Linked DNA regions of Pan troglodytes: region 1 is linked to region 2. Evidence: chromatin contacts called from public HiChIP or PLAC-seq data. All regions are on one chromosome and are shown on one strand. The core of a region is the stretch at or near the end of the contact, and the rest is flanking DNA. Distances in the headings are between cores, read along the strand shown.

Evidence for each region. HiChIP or PLAC-seq counts read pairs in DNA pulled down with a chosen protein or histone mark.
Region 1: a contact with region 2 is called in an H3K4me3 HiChIP or PLAC-seq map of stem cell-derived excitatory neurons, with 6 times the contacts expected there. The contact joins the promoter of ABCA1 here to the promoter of SLC44A1 in region 2. A contact is called at or near these places in 1 of 7 Hi-C or Micro-C datasets (stem cell-derived neural progenitor cells) and 1 of 1 datasets of contacts at active chromatin or transcription factors (stem cell-derived excitatory neurons).

What each region holds. Positions count from the first base shown.
Region 1 is chr11:33,504,855-33,510,122 of NHGRI_mPanTro3-v2.0_pri, reverse strand. ABCA1 (ATP binding cassette subfamily A member 1) reads right to left here and starts at 2,627. Exons shown (of 50, transcript XM_016961357.4): 1 at 2,407-2,627.
Region 2 is chr11:33,182,160-33,187,243 of NHGRI_mPanTro3-v2.0_pri, reverse strand. It overlaps SLC44A1 (solute carrier family 44 member 1), which reads left to right and starts at 1,883. Exons shown (of 16, transcript XM_009457052.5): 1 at 1,883-2,016. The coding sequence starts at 1,981.

The sequences.
Region 1 (5,268 bases), core at 1,378-3,877, 320 kb before region 2:
ATGCGGGTGCTCAAATACAGACTCCTAAATTGCTCTGACAACAGTAGCAATTCTAGTCCCTTAAATGGCTTGTAGTCATCGTGAAGGCTGAAGACCCTCTTCCCCGGTCCTTCTGATTGTAAACCAATGTTTTCCTAAAATTCCCTAGCATTAATTATTTTAATGGTTTGTGGAATTATTTAATGGTTTGTGGAAGCACTTGGGAAACAGGCTGACAATGGAAACTTTGTATTTGAAAAATATTGTAATATCTGTAGAGGTTCTACTCAGGAATACTTTCCATGCTTCCATACTTTCTCTGATTTAGGAGAAAGTTTCTCAAGAGAATGATACTCTCAACAGAAACGGAAAGTTTCTCAACAGAAAGCCTCCATTATTTTTGTGGTAGGTATGAGAAGAATAGGTTGAAATAAAAGGGGAGATGAAAACTTAAGGACTTTAAGTTCTGTTTGAAAAGAAGATCATAATTTAAGTCTGGGTTCTAAACTACCTACGGCCGTTAAAAAAAAAGAAAGAAAAAAACATCAAGAAAATTCCACTCTTTAACTTGGGGGAAATTTTTGTGAGGTTCTCTTCGTGGGAAGCAGGGATTCGGCCATGGAGGGCAAGTGACTTCCTGATTTCAGTACCCAGAAGGTTTTTTTAAATATGAAATTTGTCCACTATGAGATGAATGTGTATATACTACCCATTCTCTTCTTGAAATGTCAATGAAAAGTCGGATTTTAAAAGCTAATGGTATCAGTGCTGCAAAGGCAGGCCAATTACTGCCAGTGCCAGACAACTTTTTTCTTTGTTTATTTTTAATCTTATTTCTTTGTTTCTTTTTGATAAAAGATATACCTAAAGAGGCACCTACACATAACCCTGGCACCGTCCGCCGCCCCAAGAACCTTCCTGCTTTACCAATGGCCCGGGAGTTGGCAAACACGCTAACAAAAAAAAAAAAAAAAAAAAAAACGGGCTTTCGCCTCAACCTCATAGTTCCTCCCCGTCTGCAACCACCGGTCTTCACCGGATTCACAGTCGGAACCGCGAGCAAAGACACCTAGTAGAGCCGGCCGATTCCTAGGTCCTCCGGCCAGGAGGCGCTGCGGGCCAGTCTCCGGGGGCCACCGCAGCCCCCGCGCCCAGCAACCCCACCCTCACGGCAGAGCCCAGCCCAGCCCCGCGGCGGAGCTCCGAGTTCTGCGCCGTCCGCCGGGGTTACTCCCGGTCATTCCACGGCACCACCTCGGCCCAGCTTCCCCATCTGCGCCCAGGCAGAAGCTGCCCCGAGAGACCAGCGGCAACGGTCTGGAAGATGGGGCTGCAGGGAACGTGGGAGAGGCAGGATTGGGCACCCCACCTCCGGGTCTCCGCAGGCTCTCCTAAGTCTTGTTTTTAAAAGAAACAAAACTCGGCCGCGCGCGGTGGCTCACGCCTGTAATCCCAGCACTTTGGGAGGCCGAGGCCGGTGGATCACCTGAGGTCGAGGGTTCGAGACCAGCCTGGCCAACAAGTTGAAACCCCGTCTCTACTAAAAATACAAAAATTAGCTGGGTGTGGTGACGCGCCTGTAATCCCAGCTACTCAGGAGGCTGAGGCAGGAGAATCGCTTGAACCCGGGAGGCGGAGGTTGCAGTGAGCGGAGATCGTTCCATTGCACTCCAGCCTGGGCGACAGAGCGAGACTTAAAGGAAAGAAAAAAAAAAAAAAGGAAAGGAAACAAAACTCGTCCGCGCTCTGCGCCAGGGACACCAGCTCAGCTGAGCGCACGGAGACTGTAGGCAGGACCTCCCTACCCCTCAGGTCAAACAAAGACCCAAGGCCTCTAGTGAGCAATAGCACCACGGACCGTTTGGGACACCTCCAACTCGAGTTCCCGGATTCACAGTCCGGGACTGTGCCGCTCCAGTCCCGGGGAGCATATAGCCAATTCCCAGGTCAGAACAGACCAGCTTCTTAAGAACCGAGTGAAGACTCAGTGCTGGCATTTGTCTCCGTAGGTACTGGCCGACCTGCAACCAGAAGGGTTTCTAGCCAGCTCAGGGCCCTCCGAACAAAGCAGCGCTCGGTGCCGGACCTGCAGCTCTCCCCACCCGGCAGCAGCGCCCTCAGCACGCCCGCGAACCCCCGACCCCTCTGAGTCCGGGGTACTGCGCCCGGGTCTCCACGCCCAGAGATGCTCCCCGGTCTCCACCGCCGGGCAAGCCCCAAGCGCAGCAGCGCAGAGCCCTGGGGTCACCAGAGCTCGTACTAGGACATCGTCTCCCCATTTAACACCGCCTCCGGTCCCATCTGAGTTGCAAGTGGTGGGGATGTGGGGCTCCGGATCAAAGTCCCCGAAACCGAGCGCTTCCCGAAGCCTCCTTGGCCTCGAAACAAAACAATAACGCCCAAGTAAGTCACTGGAGAGCCTCTTACCTGTTTTCCACTTTTGTGTTTGCGTCTCTTTCTCCTACCCCTTGACAAGGCTTCCGGAGAAGGGGAGAAAACAGAACCGGGGAAAAAACAAGGAGCAAAGCGTCCTGAGAACCGGCTCTGTTGGTGCGCGGAGCTCCCCGCCCTGCCCTGCCGCAGCCCGGGAGAGAAGGGTCGGCTCGGCTCTGCGGGTCCCGGCCCCACTCACTCTCGCTCGCAATTACGGGGTTTTTGCCGAGACTAGTTCCTTTTATAGATTCGGCTGCACCGAGCGCAGAGGTTACTATCGGTCAAAGCCTGTGCTCTCCCTCCTCCCCGCCCCCTTCCCGGCCTCTGTTTATGTAGTTCAGTCACTCAGCAGAAAGCACGTGGAGCCGGGGCCCGCCCCTTAAACGGGCGACGTTCAGCCGCCCACGACACATCTAGGGGGTTGGGGGGAGGTGGGTGGGGTGGGGTGGGGGTGGAGGGTACAGCAGGTGTCTTACGGTCCGCGGTCTGCGTCCCCTTCCCCCGCCCGGGCCCGCCGGCCTAAGACGCACGGGAAGCGCTGAGCTCGGGGCTGCGCCGCAGACTCTCTAGTCCACGTTCCCGGCAGCCAAGGGCACCAGTGGAATTTGCTTCCTCTAAATCGTGCTTTCCGCAATTTTTTTTTCCTTTGTTAGTTTCCTCAGCCGGAGGGAGGGATTGGGGGAGAGAGAGCTCGAGGCTGAATCTCCCTCAGGACGCCAATCATTTTGTCTTGTCTTTTGTTTCCTTTCAAAGGCCTAGGCTGGGGTGAGGGGAAGGCGGACAGTCCTCTGGGTAATGGGCTGCTTTTGTTTTCCCCCCACAAACCTGGACTTTGATTTTTGATAGGCGACCTACTGCCTTGGAGATTCCCAGCCTGAGCTCCCCAGGTCCCTCAGAGGACCCGAGAGGAACATCTTACTGCTTCTCTTCATAAATCGAGAGGAAGGAGGCCACAAAAACCAAAAAAGAAACAAACAAACAAAAACACAGAACAATATGGACCAGCCCCCTTTTAATTTCATTATATTGATCAGCCTCCCTGTGATAAAAACACAGGACTTGTATTTAGTTTGTATACATTTGTGAAGTGCAGCCAGAGAATTGCAGTCGTGTAAAATTATGTAGCCACTCCAGACCTCCAACTTCTCTGTTTGCCTTTGGCTGTAGGGGAGCAAAACTACCCAAAACACTGGAGGGGCAAAAAAAAAAAAAAGGCAAGAGTAGGAATGCAGGCCTACACACCATATGTCTAAATATTTAAGTCATCCATCAAGCCAACAAACTAAATGTCACCTCATTCTGGCCAAAACTCAGGTCAAACTGTGAAGAGTCTAAATATGAATCTGCCCTGAAGGGCAGATTCATAGAAGACTCAGGACAGACCCGTAGAAGAGGCCCAAGCAGGCCCTGGAAGTGCACGTGGAGGCCACAAGGTCTCCTACTTTGACAAAGATACCTTTGTAGCCACCTTGAAGGGCAGATTCACATTTAGACTCTTCACAGTTTAACCTGAGTTTTGGCCAGAATGAGGTGGCATGAGAGAGCTGCCCCAAGCCTACTTCTCTTCCCACCTCCAGCTCCATCATATTCCAGAACTCCCACCACCTGCATGCAGACATTCAGCTGCACAAGCCCCCTCCATGCTACAGTCAACAGGATCTCCAGGCCACGGCTCAAGCCCAGGTACTCACATCAGTGGTTCTATCAACACTCAGGACAGACCCATAGAAGAGGCCCAAGCAGGCCCTGGAAGTGCATGTGGAGGCCACCAGGCAAGGAATTCTGGAGTCCCAGGTACTCATAACTCTGGGTGGCATGGCCCCTTTGCACCATGGACTATTTGCCCTTAGAAAGGGATGGATCTGAGCCAGGCACAGTGGCTCATGCCTATAATCCCAGCACTTTGGGAGGCCAAGGTGGGCAGCTCACCTCAGGTCAGGAGTTCGAAACCAACCTGGCCAACATGATGAAACCCAGTCTTTACTAAAAATACAAAAATTAGCCAGACGTGGTGGCGGGCGCCTGTTATCCCAGGAGGCTGAGGCAGGAGAATAGCTTGAACCCGGGAGGCAGAGGTTACAGTGAGTCGAGATCATGCCACTGCACTCCAGCCTGAGTGACAGAGCAAGACTCCATGTCAAGAAAAATAAAAAGAAAGGGATGGATCTCAGAAAGGCCAGAGATGAGCTTTCTAAAGCCCAAGGCCCAGGAGAGGGGACCCCCTTGCCTCAGTCAAAGAATAACCTTGGTCAATAAATTGGGCTTTGGGGTCAAACTTGACAACCATATGATGAGCAATTTAAGTAAAGTCTTTCTGCCTCTGTTTCATCTTGTTTTTTTCTTTTTTCTTCTTTTTTCCTTCCTTCCTTCCTTCCTCCCCCCCTCCCTCCTCCCCTCCCCTCATCTCCTCTCCTCTCCTCTTTCTTTCTTTCTCTTTCATTTCTTTTTTTTGAGACAGGGTCTTGCTCTGTCTACCCAGGCTGGAGTGCAGTGATCCAATCATGGCTCAGTGTAGACTTGACTCCCTGGGCTCAAGCGATCCTCCCACCTTAGCCTCCCAAGTAGCTGGGACCACAGGTGCATGCCACCACACCCATCTAATTTTTGTATTTCTTTTGTAGAGACAGGGTTTTGCCATGTTATCCAGGCTGGTCTCAAACTCTGGAGCTCAAGCGATCCTCTGGCCTCAGCCTCCCAAAGTGCTGGGATTACAGGCATTAGCCATTGTGCCCGGCCTGTTTCTTCATCTTTAAAATGGAGAGAAGATGTATATTCTGGCTTCCTCAAAGGGGTTTTCTGAAAGTGAACTTTGTTGAAACCTTTGAGCTCCTTGGCAGAATGATGTTATAAAAGCAG
Region 2 (5,084 bases), core at 634-3,133:
GGAGATACAAAGGAGAAAATACTTTTCCTTGTTCTCAGGGAGTTTACAATCTAATTCTGGAGTTTACAACCAGAATTGGGACTAGAACCATTAGTTTTATGTCTTCACTTGTATTTATTGGTTTAATGGTTATGGGAAACACATGTAGGATTCGCCAGCTCCGTGGTATGGTGGACCCTCTGATTAACTCGAAAGGAAACTAGAAAGAATGCAGAAGAATTCAAGATCTCAAGCAGTTGAGTACTTGCTGACCTAGCAGCACTTTCTTATGTTATTTAATCTTGACCACAAGCCTTTGCAGTCATCCCTGCTACCAGCATTTCACAGAAGAGGACAATGAGATTTGGAGAGATAACTCGTCCACAGTCACGAACTCAGGAAATGGCATAGGAAAACATCAATTAGGAATTCTTCTTCCCTGGCCCTTTCTGTAGCTGTCCCCTTACAGGCTACCATTCCAACTTTCCTTGGCTTAGATTCCCTTTCAGTGCATGTAAAGTCAATTTAATTCTGTGTTCTTTTCTTCCCTCTACACTTTAACTAATCTTTAAAACTTGATGTCTCATATTTGGTCAATCAGTCCTTTTGGAAGTCTCACTCCCTTGAAGCTTTGCAAATAAAGTTTTTCTTTTCTTTCCTGTGGCTGTCTTTTGAGACATTCTTTGACAAGATGAAATGACATATGAAGGCTATAACAGTGCCTGATAATGTGGGGGTTTTTTTAAACATCATTATCTGTAGTTTTATTTCTTTCACTTTTTAACTGTTTTCACCTCATACTGTATTTCCTAACGACTCGTTTGGAATTGTAAATTTCTTGAAGGTAGTTACCACGTCTACTCTAACTTGTTGCTACTTCCTTGAGTCTTACTGATTTAGCAACAGGAACTTGTTAAGTCTCTTTTGTTCGCCTCTTTATTCCCAGTACCAGTCACTGGAACGTAGTGTGTCTTCAGTAAGTATTTTTAATATGAATAAATTAATGTCCCCTTATTGTTTTTTGTAGACTATCCTGTATAAGAAAGTTTAGCTTAGATCCAGTATGGCTTTGACTTGCGCGCCTGGATAACTTTTTGCCTTTTCCTCATTTCTGGCTATTTATTACCATTTCAACCTTGGGGACATTTCATTAGGTTCTTGGTCCCTTTCAAGCCTCAGTTTCCACATCAGCAAAATGGGGACAGTAGCAACAGATGCTTGTTTCTTCCCGTCTTCTTATCACCTATTCCTTCTCCAGGAAAGGTTTCTTGTGTACGCTTTCCTCTGGAGAAAAAAACAGCCGACGGAGCGGTAAGAAGCCATCAGGATCCTGAGTTGTGCGTCCAGTAGGGAGAGGGAGAAGTCCCGCTTGCCTCCTAGATCCGGAAGCAATCCGGCCCCTTTTTGGCAGCGAGTTGGCCCGGTCTTTGGCTGCCTCAGACCGCGTTGCCCTCCAGCCTCGAGGCAGAGAGCTGCCTCGGTGCCACAGCTAAATAAGCCCGGCGCCGCGCAGCCTCTGACACGCGCGGAAGGGCCCGGCCTTGTTCTGGCTGCCGCCGCCCTGCCACCCGCACGGCGCTGCACTGGGGGCGGGGAGTCTGATGGGAGACGCGCGCGGCGCTGAGGAGGCGGCGGCCCGGGAGAGGGAGCGGGAGAGGGACTGGGCGCGGGAGGCGGGAGGCGGGGGGACAGAGGGAGGCGCCGCCGCCGCCGCCGCCCGCCCCTTTCCGCTGGGGAGCAGCTGCTGCAGCAGGAGCAGAGCAGGAGACGCGTAGCCGCCGCCGCCGCCGCCGCCGCCGCCGCCGCCGCCGGGGGATGTGGCCGGCGCCTGCCCCTAGCCGCGCCGCCTCTTGAGTACCAGCCGCCGCTGCAGCCGCCGCCGCCGCCTAGCCGTGCGGTGCCAGGCCGCGCCCTCCCCGGGCGCCCGCCGGCTCGCATGCCGAGGGGCTCCGGGGCGTAGCTGCGCGCCCGGCGCCGCCTCCGGGCTCCTTCGGCCCCGCCATGGGCTGCTGCAGCTCCGCCTCCTCCGCCGCGCAGGTGAGGGGCTCCCGCCTCCCGGCCGCCCGCCCGGATGCCTCCCGTGCGCCGCGTCGCGCGGCGGGCGGCCGCCGCCCGATACCTCTCGCTGTCCCCAGCCTCCCCTGAGCGCACCGTGCAGTCCAAAGACCCCCACTCCGCCTTTCCGTCCGCCGGGTCCCGCCGATGCCCGTGCGCTGGCTCCGCGGCTGCCGACTCGCAGGCGCCTCTGCGCGGCGCCTAGTGCGCCCTCAGCTCTTACCGGCCCCTTCCCCAGTCGGCCCCCTCCTCCCAGTCACACCTGAGCGGCCCGTCCCGCCCGCCTGCAGGTAGAGGCTGCACTGGCGCCTCCTCTGCCCCAGGTGGCATCCCCTTCCCTGTTCTTCCGGGCCTGGCTCCTCTCTTCCACCTCCGTGGAGTCTCCCCGCCATCCGCCGCCCGTTTTCTGTGCTCCTCGCAGGTGTACCCCCAGCAAGAGCTCTTCACCTCTCCCACCGAATTCCAGTTTCTGCTTCATTAGATATTCTGTCCCTTTTCTCTTGCCCGCTGCCCCCTGGCTGGGTTCAGATGGTTTCAGCGGGTCCCGGAGCCCTTCCACGGCCCGCTCCGCAGACCTCGCTTGCACCCCATCCCCCCTTAGTGCCGTGACCCGGGCCCCGCGGCCTCCGCGCACTCGGAGGCCCCTGCGGGAGCGCCGACTCTGGGCTGGGAAGGAGATTGGGCACCTGGTGGGTGACGGGAGCGCTACGGAAACTCCCTCTTTGTTGCCAGTGTAACAGGAGGAAGAGGTTCCGAATTTAGTTTTTCTGTGGGCACTGGCTGAATGTTGTCGCTGAGGGCTGAGATGCAGAGATTTCTCTCAGCTTCTACCCTGCCCCCATCCAAATTTCGCCAACCTCCTTCTCTCGGATCCGAGCCCTTAACCTGGGTGGAAATGTTTAGACAACTGTACGAGAATCAAATGTAATAGAACTCGACTACTGGCCACTAATAACTGAGAGGACCTGTTTGTAAATTACCTAATTTAGTGGTTTAGCGAGTGTATTTACAAATACTATAAAAAGCAATCAGGAATACTGCATCAAACTGTCTTGTGGTGGTGTATGAAAAATAGGCTCTGACAACGCCTGGGATGTAATCTCACAGTTTCATTAGCGTAGTTTCATTAACTGTGGACTGTGATTTGTTTGTTTTAGGGGGCAGAAAAGGGCTCTTGTTTTTAGAAATAAAGGATGGTTGGTTCTTGGTGAAGAAAAATGCTAGTTTGGGGGGAAAAAATTCCTCCAGAAATCTAGCATCTGTGATAATGCCAGAAGTGTTTTTGCTGCTGCTAAATGACTATATATAACTCAGTTTTAAATAACCTGCATACTTGTTCTGAAAATCTGAGATCTGTTAGAGAGAAAATGACTAGAATTGCAGATGAATTGGGGACATTTGTGTTTTATTAGGTATCCATCCTATCATCCTATTCCTCCAGTCTTTTTTTTTTTTTTTTTTGAGTGTTTGCTTACCCGTTAGCTTTTTTTTTTTCTGCTAGCATTATAGTCAGGCTTTTTGGTGTAGTTAAAGATTCCTATTCAGTTATAATAGCAAAGTAAAACTATACGTAGAGGTGTTAGGAGGGAGAGGCTTGGTATATCAGAGTTTTCATATTAACATATAAAGGTGTAGAATTGCACATAACTTTCAACTGGTTAGGAATTTGTGGGGGTCTAGTTGGGTGCTCTTTAATATTTACTTAAATATAATTTTCACCAAAAAGGTGTTTTTCAGATTGCCTTTCTTTTCAGAATTGAGTTAATTTACATTCCCTTTTGGTGGTGAAATGCCTTTAAGACAGAAAAGTATTGATAGTTTATGGATAGCTTGTTCAGTGCGTGAACAGTTAAATTTGGGAGGGATGGGTGCTGCATCAGAACTCTGCTTTAAAACCGATAGTGGGTCTTGCATTTGTCTAGCTCCACGTCATACTTTTCAGAATGCTATATCGTATACGTTTTCTTTTCTTTTACCTCCTCTCACTGTAGAACATGCCTTGTTCCACAGATAGGATGCATGTCATGCACCCAAGGGGTGCATTTTTTTCCTGTGGATTCCTATAACCAATCAACAGCTGTCACATGCTTTTAAGTTCCGCTTTAGGGACTTGTAGTGTTCAGTGGAGCATTGAGGAGCAGGTTTTGTGCCAAAGAGCTGGTCATTTTTTTTTTTTTCCTATTTGAGATTTTTGGCATCCTTCTTCATTTGTGAAATGTTACTAATCGGCTGGTATTTTAACTCTCCTTTCAGGAGCATCACCAGTTTTAGAATACTGTTGTTCCTATATGTGTTTTTAAACAAAATAGGGTTGCAACTCCACATCTTCTCCAGCCTCTCTTAGGGGTCTCAAAAGTATTTTCTTCTTTTTTTTGTTTTTCTTCAGACTGGGTTTCGCTTTGTTGCCCAGGCTGCTGGAGTGCAATGGTGCGATCTCAGCTCACTGCAACCTCCGCCTCCTGGGTTCGAGCGATTTTCCTGCCTCAGCCTCCCAAGTAGCTGGGATTATAGGTATGCACCAGCTCGTCTGGCTAATTTTGTATTTTTGGTAGAGACAGGGTTTTGCCATGTTGGTCAGGCTGGTCTCGAACTCCTGACCTTGGGTGATCTACCCACCTCGGCCTCCCAAAGTGCTGGTATTACAGACATGAGCCACCGCTCCCTATCAGGGGTCTCAAATGTATTTTCACTCAGAATATGTTTGTTTCATGCCTTCTACTGGATTGTAAGCTTCTTGAGCACAGGAACTGTTTTTGTTTTCCTTATTTGTGTATCTACTGCAGTGCCTCACTGTACCTTGTACTTAATAGTTGCTCAGCAGTAGTCACTGGAGGGAATATGTAGACATATATTTGAACCTCTGGCTGGCAAGTGGCATCGAATGTGAATCTAGACCTGACCCATCCACTGTTTGTAAATTCTATGGGCTGGTTGATTAATTTTGCCAAGCCATCCTCTTCTAAACTCAAACCTGGACTGTTTAAGTTAAAATTTACCTGCCTTTTCTATATCCCTTCCTGTTCTTTCAGTGGTACCATCAGCTTGCAAAA